Regions from separate parts of the Mus musculus genome. Here regions 1, 2 and 3 are each linked to region 4. A link is a contact called in public Hi-C and HiChIP or PLAC-seq data. All regions are on one chromosome and are shown on one strand. Each heading gives the region's core, a stretch centred on a gene start, on an enhancer-like site or on the middle of the called end of the contact. The rest is flanking DNA. Distances are from core to core; before and after follow the strand shown.

The links. Hi-C and Micro-C count contacts between places; a contact is called where the count stands out from the background. HiChIP or PLAC-seq counts read pairs in DNA pulled down with a chosen protein or histone mark.
Region 1: a contact with region 4 is called in an H3K27ac HiChIP or PLAC-seq map of double positive thymocytes, with 3 times the contacts expected there. The contact joins the enhancer-like site here to the promoter of Zbp1 in region 4. A contact is called at or near these places in 13 of 39 promoter capture datasets (the HPC-7 cell line, HPC-7-derived erythroid cells, the SN4741 cell line and 8 more), 3 of 15 datasets of contacts at CTCF or cohesin (CD8 T cells, large pre-B cells and pro-B cells), 23 of 484 Hi-C or Micro-C datasets (3T3-L1-derived adipocytes, B cells, the Patski cell line and 16 more), 11 of 115 datasets of contacts at active chromatin or transcription factors (CD8 T cells, the SCID.adh cell line, astrocytes and 8 more) and 5 of 9 other capture datasets (adipose tissue, embryonic stem cells, liver and 2 more).
Region 2: a contact with region 4 is called in a Hi-C map of Th1 cells, with 3 times the contacts expected there. The contact joins the enhancer-like site here to the promoter of Zbp1 in region 4. A contact is called at or near these places in 7 of 39 promoter capture datasets (the 3T3-L1 cell line, embryonic stem cells, hippocampal neurons and 3 more), 2 of 15 datasets of contacts at CTCF or cohesin (large pre-B cells and pro-B cells), 2 of 484 Hi-C or Micro-C datasets (Th1 cells and bone marrow-derived macrophages), 5 of 115 datasets of contacts at active chromatin or transcription factors (effector CD8 T cells, embryonic hindbrain, embryonic stem cells and 1 more) and 3 of 9 other capture datasets (adipose tissue, liver and macrophages).
Region 3: a Hi-C map of B cells shows a contact between it and region 4, with 4 times the contacts expected there. The contact joins the enhancer-like site here to the promoter of Zbp1 in region 4. A contact is called at or near these places in 24 of 39 promoter capture datasets (the 3T3-L1 cell line, 3T3-L1-derived adipocytes, the HPC-7 cell line and 15 more), 5 of 15 datasets of contacts at CTCF or cohesin (CD8 T cells, the NIH/3T3 cell line, embryonic stem cells and 2 more), 105 of 484 Hi-C or Micro-C datasets (the 63-12 cell line, B cells, the C2C12 cell line and 57 more), 33 of 115 datasets of contacts at active chromatin or transcription factors (CD4 T cells, CD4 single positive thymocytes, CD8 T cells and 23 more) and 3 of 9 other capture datasets (adipose tissue, liver and macrophages).

What each region holds. Positions count from the first base shown.
Region 1 is chr2:173,435,355-173,438,054 of GRCm38.p6, reverse strand. No RefSeq gene overlaps it. Among named protein-coding and RNA genes, the nearest start is that of Gm14642, 42 kb to the right of the region's middle. Within about 2 kb of position 1,259, at least 68 of the 459 cell types and tissues checked have an H3K27ac peak or open chromatin away from gene starts, as enhancers often do. A contact at or near this core is called in CD8 T cells, the SCID.adh cell line, double positive thymocytes and 5 more, where this site is marked.
Region 2 is chr2:173,384,607-173,387,306 of GRCm38.p6, reverse strand. No RefSeq gene overlaps it. Among named protein-coding and RNA genes, the nearest start is that of Gm29859, 8.1 kb to the right of the region's middle. Within about 2 kb of position 1,391, at least 72 of the 459 cell types and tissues checked have an H3K27ac peak or open chromatin away from gene starts, as enhancers often do. A contact at or near this core is called in Th1 cells, adipose tissue, memory CD8 T cells and 1 more, where this site is marked.
Region 3 is chr2:173,463,792-173,466,491 of GRCm38.p6, reverse strand. No RefSeq gene overlaps it. Among named protein-coding and RNA genes, the nearest start is that of 1700021F07Rik, 57 kb to the left of the region's middle. Within about 2 kb of position 1,256, at least 19 of the 459 cell types and tissues checked have an H3K27ac peak or open chromatin away from gene starts, as enhancers often do. A contact at or near this core is called in the 63-12 cell line, B cells, the SCID.adh cell line and 1 more, where this site is marked.
Region 4 is chr2:173,217,664-173,220,363 of GRCm38.p6, reverse strand. Zbp1 (Z-DNA binding protein 1) reads left to right here and starts at 1,442. Exons shown (of 8, transcript NM_021394.2): 1 at 1,442-1,622. The coding sequence starts at 1,589.

The DNA.
Region 1 (2,700 bases), core at 10-2,509, 220 kb before region 4:
AGGAGCATCCAGTGACATCACTGATGTGAGCATCCAGTGACATCACTGGTAGGAGCATCCAGCACTAGGCTTAGGCACAGAGAAAGGGTCACCAGTCTGCCTCTGCCTGTAGGTCTCTGACCAGCAGGGACTCCTTTTAATAAAAGATTTATGAATTAGTTATGCATATCAGCGGTTGCCTGCACATATGTAAATGTCCCATGTGTATGTCTGGTGCTCACAGAGGCCAGAAGAGGGTGTTAGATCCCCAAGAACTGGAGTTGCAGGGAGTTATAAGCTGACACGTGGGTGCTGAGAATTGAACCCAGGTCCTCCCTCTACAAGAGTGACTTGCGCTCATCTCTCCAGGCCCCACAGGTGCTCTTGGTGAGTCCCCCACTGTCTCGGGCTGTAGAATTAAGGATGCGCAGTCCCTGGCTCAGATTGTTCTGTGATTGATTCCAAGTGATAGTCTCTGGAGAACAGCCCTGGTACTCAGTGAGTGACCCAGCTTCGGGCTTTGAATGTCCAGTACAATAGGAAAAGCGACTAGACACTTCTGCTTTGTACCTGCTGGGAGAGGAGAACCAACTGTCTCCTGTCATTAAGTAGGATTTCAGCTGAGAGAATTTCACAGGTACCTCTGACCCATGTGGGCAGGTTCTACTCTAGCTGTAGCTTGCTGAGTGGTCTTACCGAGAGAGCGTGTGGATGCTACGGGGAGCTTGCTGCGTCTACAGAGAGGATCATGCAACTGGTTCCACTCCTGTTTGCTCCGTACTATTATCATGAAAACATGCCAATTTTGCCAGGTGTTATCTTTTTTTTCTTAATACTTATCTGTGATTATTTTTTATGTGCATGCATGTGAGCCTGCATTTGCTTATGTACACCAAGGGTGCACAGGAACCTGTGGGGGCCAGACAGTATCAGGCATCCGGGAACTCTGTTCCAGGGGTTGGGAGCCACCATGCAGATGTTAGGGACTAAACCCAGATTCTCTGCAAGCGCAGCAAGCTCTCTGTACTGAGCCATTTCTCCAGCCTCCAGGAGTTTTCTTGTGTGGTGAGGGAACCCCCACCCCAGCTTTTCTTACCCTCGAGTCTATTGACATCTTGTAGTATGCTTTTCTCATTGGATCCTGCAATACTGCTGCTTACAAGTCGATGATGGGGCAGTGAGCTGAAATGCCTGGAATTACCCCTCCCCTCCAGAGACAGGGTGTCTGTCTATGTTAAATGCACCTTTAGTACTTTACCAGGAAGTGGTTGGCTCTCTCTCAGTTGTCACTTCCTGCTGTTTACATTTTTGTGGAGAGGAAGAAGTGAGAGCCCAGGGCCTTCTTGGGTCTCTTCTGAGCATGCACCCTCTGTCAGCACACAGCCATGAGGAACCTGCTGGAATTTGAAGTGTCTCCATGAACAGTTTGGTGGCTGCTGTCTTCCCCTGCTCTCCGCCTGCTTCATGGAGCTTCTCTTCCTGGGCTTTCTCCTAGGCTTTTTGGTTAGCTCATAGTTTGTTCAAAATGTGGTTCACCGGAATCCAGCGGGTGAATCCGTAACGTCTTACCGTTTCAAAACAAAACAAAACAAAACAAAAAAACAAAACAAAATCTTCCACATTAGGTCAAATGAAGGCAACCTTGCAAGTAGAGTCACTCCAGGACAGAGTAACTACAGTTTCCTGGTGATGAGGCACTGTCCCCTCAGGGAGAGGCCCGGCTGCTGACTCTAGGCTGGGTGATGAGAAAGCTATGGAAATGCATCCGGTTAAAATGCTGCCAGGCGCTCCACAGTCACTCTCTCCCTGGAATTTTGCAGATCTGTGCTGGATTTCCAGAAGCCTGAGAAAAGTCAATTTGGGCATCTTTGCTAGTTTTGTCATGACTTTTGCTGAATCGAGAATTCTCCATTCTTGCTGATATCCATGTGACTTCCTCGTAGTTTTAGCAGGGAAATCTGAGATCCCACCTGTGAGGGTGACACAAAGTTTCCCCCTTTAAAAAAAACTTATGTATGTTTAAAAAAAGAAAAAAAAAAGTTGAGAAGCCCAGCCTGGAAAAGCTCTGTGCATGATTCTAACAGCACGATGCTCTGGAAAAGGCGAAGTGAGAGAGATCATGGCGCTGTTAGTGACTGACCTCAAGGGGCAGGGGCAGCTTGTCTTCCCAGGAGACAGCCATTGGTAGGGGTGAGGGCCTAACCCCAGGGCACAGGGCACAGGGGCTGAAGATATAATTGCCATTCATCTCTTGATTTGAGAATCTGCCCAGTGGTATAGCCACTGGCATGGCTGGTCCCAAGGGAGTTTGGTTGCAGAGACCGACCTGCCAGGCTTTTGTGCTAAAGTCAGAGGCCCTTGATGTATTATTCAGGTACTGATCAATGGCAGAGGCAGATCCATTCTCCACCGGTCCTCCTGGCTGGGGGCCTCTGGTGTGTTAGAAGCAACTGCAGCTGTCTGAAACATCTGCTGAGCTGCAGCCTCAGCTCCAGGCCATGGCTACCAGAGAAACATTCGAACCCATGGCCTGCTTCTCAGGCTGCTCTGACCTCTGAGTCCTCTGGGAGAAGCGGCTGTTCCCAGCCTCAGAGGAAAGGAAGGGTGGTCTCAGGCTTCACCCATGTTCTGTCTCTGTGTCCAGAAGTAGCTGTCATCAAAGGGGGACGCACTTGGGAGTTAGAAATAGCTGTCAGGGACTTGCCAGACCCTCAGGGTGCA
Region 2 (2,700 bases), core at 142-2,641, 170 kb before region 4:
TCAGAGGACTCAGCAGACTCAGAGGACTCCCTGGGCCGCTCTGTGCTCCCCTCGCTGCTCTGTGCTCCCTGAGTTGGTCTGTGCTCCCCTCGCTGCTCTGTGCTCCCTGGGCTGCTCTGTGCTCCCTGGGCTGCTCCGTGCTCCCTGGGCTGCTCCTGGGCTGCTCCATGCTCCCTGGGCTGCCTTTTTTAACAGAAGCCTTTTGTCCTGCTTTCTATAATTCTGAAGCCCAGACCAGCTTTGCACTCACTGGGTAACTGTGTAGCACAAGCTGGCCTCAAACTCTTGGGATTCCCCCTGCCTCAGACCCAGGAATACTGAGATTACAGGTGTCCACCACCATTCCTGGCTTTACATTATTCTTCTATGTCAGTGTTTCTTGGAGTGAACCTGAGGCAGGAGTAAACCCCTCTTGGCAGGACAGGACACTGAAGCTACAGTTTAAGTGTCTCCCTACTGGATTCTTATGAACAGGGAAGATGAAGCCTGTGGTGGTCTGCATAAGTAATGGCTCCCATAGGCTCAGACTTCGAATGTTTAGGGAGTAGAACTGTTTCAAAGGATTAGGAGGACACGGAGGTGTGGCCTTGTTGGAGGAAGTGCATCACTGAGGAGTCGGCTTTGAGGTTTCCAAAGCCCATACCAGTCCCTGTCTGTCTGTCTGTCTGTCTGTCTGTCTGTCTGTCTGTCTCCCCACTCCTCTTACCCCCTGCAGATCAGGATGTAACTCTCAGTTACTGGTCCAGTGCCTGCCTGCCTGCCTCTCATCATGCTTCCCCTTAATGATAATGGACTAAACCTCTGAAACAGTAAGCCAGCTGGCCCCCAGTTAAATGCTTTCTCTTACAGTAGTTGCCTTGGCCATGGTGTCTCCTCACAGCAACAGAACATTGACTAACGCAAGGACTAACCAATCCTCTTGGGTTTACCTTGAGGAACTGACCAGGTTCGCCCTCTGTGTTCCTCCATCCCTCCTACCCTGTTCCTCAATGGAAGCTGGGACTTCATCAGAGATATCACAGCACCTGCGCACTCAGGCCTTTACCTTCCAGGCTGTCGTCTAACAGTTCTGAGTATTGAAAGGGTCCAAATCTAGAGAGCAACAGGGAGATGTGGCGCCTTGGAGGTAGATGGGTTGCTCTGGACCCCAGGTTGCCAGCACAGAGAGACGCTGAGCTCCAGGCTTGCTGTCTGCAGCAGGCACCTGTTTTCACGAGGGGCCTCCAGCTCTGAATTGAGCTCAAGGTGGAGCCCAGCTTTGCCCCGAGAGCAACCTCATGAGTCACTTCACAAGCCGGTGGAAGAGAGCCAGGCTCGGCCTGCTCTCACCCCTTACCCTGCAGTCACCTCTGTAAGAAACAGTTGTCATCCGTTTTAGAACCAAGTGCCTCAGAATTCATCAGCATGAGAAAAGCAGGAAGCTGTAGGGCCTCTCCCCAAGCTGCTCACTGGTGCCTCACAGAACACTAAGAACTGGAACCTTGTCTGTTACACGAATGAGCCCAGGACCAGAAAAGGGGGCAGCCCCGAATCTCACATTAGATAAACATGTCCTACACCAATGCGATGGGGAATTTGGGCAAGGGGTAAGTCCAGGCCTGTGGGAAAGAATAGCAGGAACTTCTCATGGCCAGGGAACTATAAAAATTCGCATCTTGCGCCAAATCAACACACAAGCCATTTTTTGCCTCTTCTCTGTGCCAGTCCATGCTCTGTGGATTATGTTTTCTCTTCCCTGTCTTTTTAAACTCACGACTTTCTTATTTCCCAAACTCCCCCAGTGGCAATGAAGGCTGACATTCACAGAGGATGGTGGCACCAAGCCTCCTTTAGCCTCAATACTTCCAGTGAGCAACTACAGGAGATGAGTCACAGGAAAGACCGTGGCTGAGGCCTAGAACAGGTGTCCGATGAGGTCACGGGGACAGTGATGGTTCTAATATGAACCAAATTCCCAGAGTTTATTTTCTGGTGACTCTGGAATCTGAGCTCATGGTGGTAGCTGGGACTCTGGGGAGGGCCTCATAAAAACACATCTTTAAAACAGCTGGAAAATAAAGAGGTCAGAGCAAGGTCGCCCAAGTGTGGAGAACCATAAAAATGAACTACCCTCCCTTGGGTGCCCCTCTGCAGCCTCCTGCCAGGGAGTCACTGAAAACTCAGGGAGAGGGAACATTCTTGCAGACTGACAGAGCAGGTCAAGGGTGACCTCTCCCAGCAGCCCGACCTGTTTTCCACCGCCTCGTCTCATTATGTTCCTAGGTGCTCATGAGCAACTTTTGTCACAAAAAGCATCCCAGCCAGCAAGAGGGCCAGGTCACCCCATATGCCTGCAGGCTTTGTCTTGAAGTCAGCAGTTCTGCCCCAGGCACAGCCAATGCACCTTCCCTAGTAAGCAAAGGTGACTGGACCCCAGCAGCAGCACCAGAAACATCCGCCATCTCCCACCCTCTCATCCCACCAGCTGGTAGGGTAGGGAAGACTCAACTAAAGTTGGGACCCCTCCAGATGTAAGGGGAGTCCTAGGTGTGATTGTTACCACAGAGTCAAATGTACTTTAGGCAGAAGACCATCAGGGCCTTAGCGGTCAGACCTCAGCTGTGGGTCGGTTGGGATGGGCTGAAGGAATATTGCTACCAGGGTGAAAGATCCAGAGTGTAGGGTTGAAGGGTGACAAAGGAGGTGACAAATTGTTAGAGA
Region 3 (2,700 bases), core at 7-2,506, 250 kb before region 4:
CTGATCCCTTCCTTCCTGGAGGGATCGTGTCTGAGGATCATACTTCTCCTTGTCTTCAGGACACCTGGATCTTCCTTGATGTATGTACTGGAGCCAACCTGATCCATGTGACTGTAGGTGTGTGTGTGTGTGTGTGTGTGTGTGTGTGTGTGTGTGTGTGTGTGTGTGTGAGGGGGGAGGTGATATTAGTGTCATCAGCCTGACAGGATAGGATAAGGTGAGCTACGATCTTGAATCACCTGGATATAACTGCATTGTTAGGTCGTAGACAGATCGCTGTAGGCACGCCTTTGGGGGGACTATTTTGATTATGTTCACTGATGTGCAAAGACCCATCTGAGCTGGTGGAACCATCATCCCCCGGGCAGGTGATCTGGAGCTACACAAGACGGAGAGAGGGAGCTGGGCACCAGCATTCTTCTCTCTCCGCTTCCTGACAGTGGATGCAGCTGCCTCGCGCATTTTCCTTCCATGATGTGCTGCGTCCTCAGACTGACCCAGGATGAACTCTTCCTCCGTTGAGTTGCTTCCTGTCAGGTAGTTTGCTGCGCAGTACATGAAGTGATGTGATGGAGGAGTCACTGTGGTTTCTCAGATATCTCCAGGTTTGGATACCGGGTCTTCGGTGACCACGGAGGCGGGGGAAGGGAGGGTGTCCTTTTTCACGGTGCCTCCAGGTATCCAGATCTGAGCATCACGTGTCTCTCTGCAAGTCCATGCTCAGAATAACGTCACCCGTGCTTTACAAAGCACGTGAGTGGGGTCACGTGGAGCTAGGCCTGGAAATCGGAGTGTGCAGCCCTGAAGTCTTGGCCACTCCAGTGCCCTGCTGCCCAGAGACCCATCCCTCAGGAAAGGCCAATTTTGTCTTCAGAAAGGTGAAACAAAAGTACAGTCACAGGAGGGCTGCATGTAAGCACTGGACCTGTGTGCACGGCCAGCTCTGTTGGCAGATCGAGCCTGCTCTTTCCCTTCCAGCCCTCCACCTTCTCTCCACTGCCTTCTCTCTCCTGGTCTTCCTCCTGTCTTTGTTCTCTTTTCTTCCTCTCTTCCTCTCCTTCCCTCTTTTCCTCCCAAGTCTCCAGCACCTTCTGGCCCCAGGTTCTGCATTGGACGTCAATGGAACTCCAGAGCAGGGAGACATGGCCCTGCTTCTTGAGGTCACATGTTGGTGAAAACAAACTTGTCACTCACTGAAGGCCACACAGGGTGACAGCTGCTCTGAGGGAGGTCTGTGTGAGGTCCCATGGGAACACAGATCAACACCTGCCCCCTGCTATTTCCTGCCTGGCTGGCAGGTTCTGTTCCAAGTGGCACTGGGTACATACCGTCTCCGGTGAACATTTGATTCATTCCAACAAACCCCTTTCATCTGAATGCTGCTTGATGAAAATTCATCAATTAAGTTATTCAGAGATTCAGACAGAACGCTCCACAGCCAGCACTTGGCAACAGGCTGGGGTGTCCTCTGCCACCTGCTTGGGTGAGAGCCTGTCCTGTCTTCTTCCTGGTGGGTCCTACTCATAACTGGATGAGCACTTCTTGGGAGCACTGCACTTCTTGGGAGCACTGTTCTTCTTAGGACCATGTTCCTCTGCACCATGCTCAGAAGCACCCCTCTATGTGACCTGGGACGGTATACCCCTCTGTGATATGGGGAAGCACCCCCCCCCATGTCTTATGGGGAGCACCTGCCATGTGGTCAGGGGAGCAGCCCTCCATGCTGTATAAGCTGGCTTTGGATAAAGGGGTTCTTTCCTTGTGTTTTCTCAGAGTAGGAGGGAATGGGAACAGAGCCACCCGAGTCCAAGTGGCCAAAGCAGGTGTTGTCAGCAAGGAAATCAGTATAAATGACTACCCAAGGCACTTATGCCATTTCTGGTTATTTACACAGGAGACAATAAAAATAGCCAATGGGCCACAGAGATCTCTACATGTCTGCCATGGTTGTGACATGATTCACAAGAACCTAGGTAGGGAATCAGTCTAGATGCCTGTCTATAATGGGCAGTTAAACAAATGTCAGACATGCACACAACGCTGTCCATTGGGCAAAGCTTGGGAACTAGGCTGTTGTGTCCAGAGGGCTGTGCTGGCCAGTGGACACTGAGGTAACATTACTAAGTAAGTCACCCTTGTCTTTTCCCCTTTAAACAGGTGGTGCATGTTCCATCTTGGATGTCATATTAGAAGGTTTGGCACTATTAGAAGGCTTGGCCCTGTTGGAGTAGGTATGGCTGTGTTGGAGTAGGTGTGTCACTGTGAGTGTGGGCTTTAAGACCCTCTTCCTAGCTGCCTGGAAGCCAGTATTCTGCTAGCAGACTTCAGATAAACATGTAGAACCCTCAGCTCCCCCTGCACCATGCCGTCTAGATGCTGCCATGTTCCCACCTTGATGATAATGGACTGAACCTCTGAACCTGTACGCCAACCCCAATTAAATGTTATCCTCATAAGAGTTGCCTTGGTTATGGTGTCTGTTCATAGCAATGAAACCCGAATGTCTTAGTTAGGGTTTTACTACTATGAACAGACACCATGACCAATGCAACTTTTATAAAGGACAACATTTGCTTGGGGCTGGCTTACAGGCTCAGAGGTTCAGTCCAGTATTATCATGGCAGGAACATGGTGGCATCCAGGCAGGCATGGTGCTGGAGAAGGAGCTGAGAGTTCTGCAGCCAGGAGAAGACTGTGCCC
Region 4 (2,700 bases), core at 193-2,692:
GTACATGCAGATAGAGCACTCATATACATGAAATAAATAAATAAATCTTTTGTTTTTTAACATTTCTTTATTATGTGTAGAGTACTCTGGAGGAGTCAAGTGGCATTTTCACAGGGGCTACCTAAGACCATTAGAAAGCACAGATCTTTACATTATGTTTCATAACAATAGCAAAATTATGGTTACAAAGTGTTGATGAAAATCATTTCTATGGTGGGGATCACAACGACGTGCAGAGTTAGGATGGTTGAGAGTCACTGACCTAGGAGGCTCTGACTCCTTCCAGGCAGGTCAGCTAATGTAAGGAAGGGAAGGGAAGGGAAGGGAAGGGAAGGGAAGGGAAGGGAAGGGAAGGGAAGGGAAGGGAAGGGAAGAGGAAAATGCTGAAGAAAGGAGTGAGGAGGGCATGTCCTGAAGCCCTGCTAAGTCTGGAGCCACCTTGGTTAGGGACCAAGCAAGACCCCCTGGGCAAGAGGCGGTTGGTGAGCATGCGCCACCTAGTGGTCAGTTTTCAAATGGCGCCTCTAGGGAACCTGGGCAGTGTCCCTCAATGGGGCCAGCTGAGAGTTCATTTAAAAGCGACTTTATTTATTTTGGGTGGCAACAGGCAGTGCGGTTTCTGTTTTCCTTGGCTGGCTCTGCAGGCACTGTTTTTCCTCCCTGGAAGTCATAAAAAAATCACTTGGAAATGTTAATATTTTCCCATGCACAGGCCCATCCTAAGCTGTGTAGACCTGGCCTGGTCTTGGTCCCTTGGTGACCCTTTCAGGTTCTGTAAGGTGAAGCTGACTGGGGACCTGCCACCTCCTGCTTGCTTGGCAGACATCCTCCAGGCACATCACCTCCTTCTAGTCTCCAACGACTGCTGCTGTCTTGCCCTGTGCACCAGTGACCTGCACACCAGACAGGTACAGAGGTCCCAAGATCATGGCCTCTGCACTCACCCCACCTCCACCCTGTAGCCGGGACCCAGATTCTGGGATTATTGTGAGCTGAGTGGTGGACACAAGGCCATCTCTGTGAGCCCCGATCCCCTCTTACGTAATATGGAACAGAGAAGTGTCTGAGCTGTTCACGGGTCACTGAGAATTTATGAAAGTGAGAAAAGGGGCTCTTTTTCTAGAAGGTATGTGAGTAGATGGTACTACACCTGCCTGTGGGCATGTGGGGGAGGCACAGTAGGTGCCTTTTCCTAGATCTATCTTCCTCCTCACAGGGCTTTCACAGAGTTCTCTTCAGATAGAGCTCTCCCGGTGGGAGACCAGTCTCCACCCCAGAGGCCAAGACTCCTCTCTTCTCTGTCACACAGTCATCCAACTCCAGCTTGCTCACCCACCCCGATTTCAATTTCGATTTCGACACCCTTTCTTTCCGAGAACCACACCAAAGTTTCATTTTCTCTTTCTTTGAAAAGCTGGAGGGCGGGGAGGGGATGGAGCCAGATGGGTATTTGTTTCCGGGATGGTAACAGCTGGTGCCTGCAGGTCCAAGCAGCCATTCTTGCCTGTGGATTCAGAGCCCCAGGCCTGACCACAGTGCCAGAAACTGCCACCCCCTGCCCTAAAGGAGCCCCAAGGCTGCTGTGAGCATGGCAGAAGCTCCTGTTGACTTGAGCACAGGAGGTAAGCTAAACCTCTTCCTTCACCTCGCGTGGGTCCCAGCTGATGTTTCTAAGGCTCCTAGCTCTTTCCTTGGCCCAGACAGCAACAGGATTCTGAGGTCACCACAGGGAAGTCAGCTTGCTTCAAGGATCCTGTGCCCCAGATCCTTCATGTCACCTTACCTCATTGATGAGGTCACCAAGGCCTGTGACAGCCCTCGGGCTCCGAACTGTCATTTCAAGAGAGGACTTTGCTTTGATAAGGAGATGTGACTTTGATTTTACATTCAAGCTCTTCTCCTGCCCTATTTGAACCCTTGCTGAGACTACATACCCTGTCTAGGGGCTTCTGGGCTATGGGAGGCTGCGGGGTGCAGGGCTGTGTGAGGCTGCCATGCTGTGGGCAGGATTTAGTTCACTGCTTTTCTTCTTCATCTTTTGAAAAGCACTTCATTTTTGTTTTTTGTTTGTTTGCTTTTGTTTGGTTTGGTTTTTTCGAGACAGGGTTTTTCTGTGTAGCCCTGGCTGTCTTGGAACTCACTCTGTAGACTAGACTGGCCTCGAACTCAGAAATCCGCCTGCCTCTGCCTTCCAAGAGCTGGGATTAAAGGCGTGCGCCACCACGCCCAGCTGAAAATCATTTCTTATTTCAACATACTAGAAGTGGTTGCTCAAAAGCTATCAGGGAGGAGCCAAGCAAAGACCAGAACTAAGGTCACCTGGTTCCCATGGTTTCCTTTCACTGCTAACCTTTCCAGCCTGTCACCTGCAGCCTTCTGCTTTCCAAAGTCCCACTTTCAGACCCTGCAACCAGTCCTTCAAGTTCACCCTTTGGAGAAGGCTTGGCCTGCCTTGTGTGTCCCTAGGGGCCAGTGGGAGAAAGGAATGAAGGAGAGGCCACTACAGGGCACACTCCCCAGCAAAGGTTTTACAAGGCAAGGCAAAGCCAAGTCAGGAATAGATGCTCAGTGCTATAATCCTTCCCCCAACACCCTCCTCCTCCTCCACCCCCACCCCCAGCCCCACCCTGGGGTGGGGCTGTGGCTGAAGCAGGAGGATTGCTATGAGTTCCAGGCTAGCCTGAGCTAGACTTTGTCACA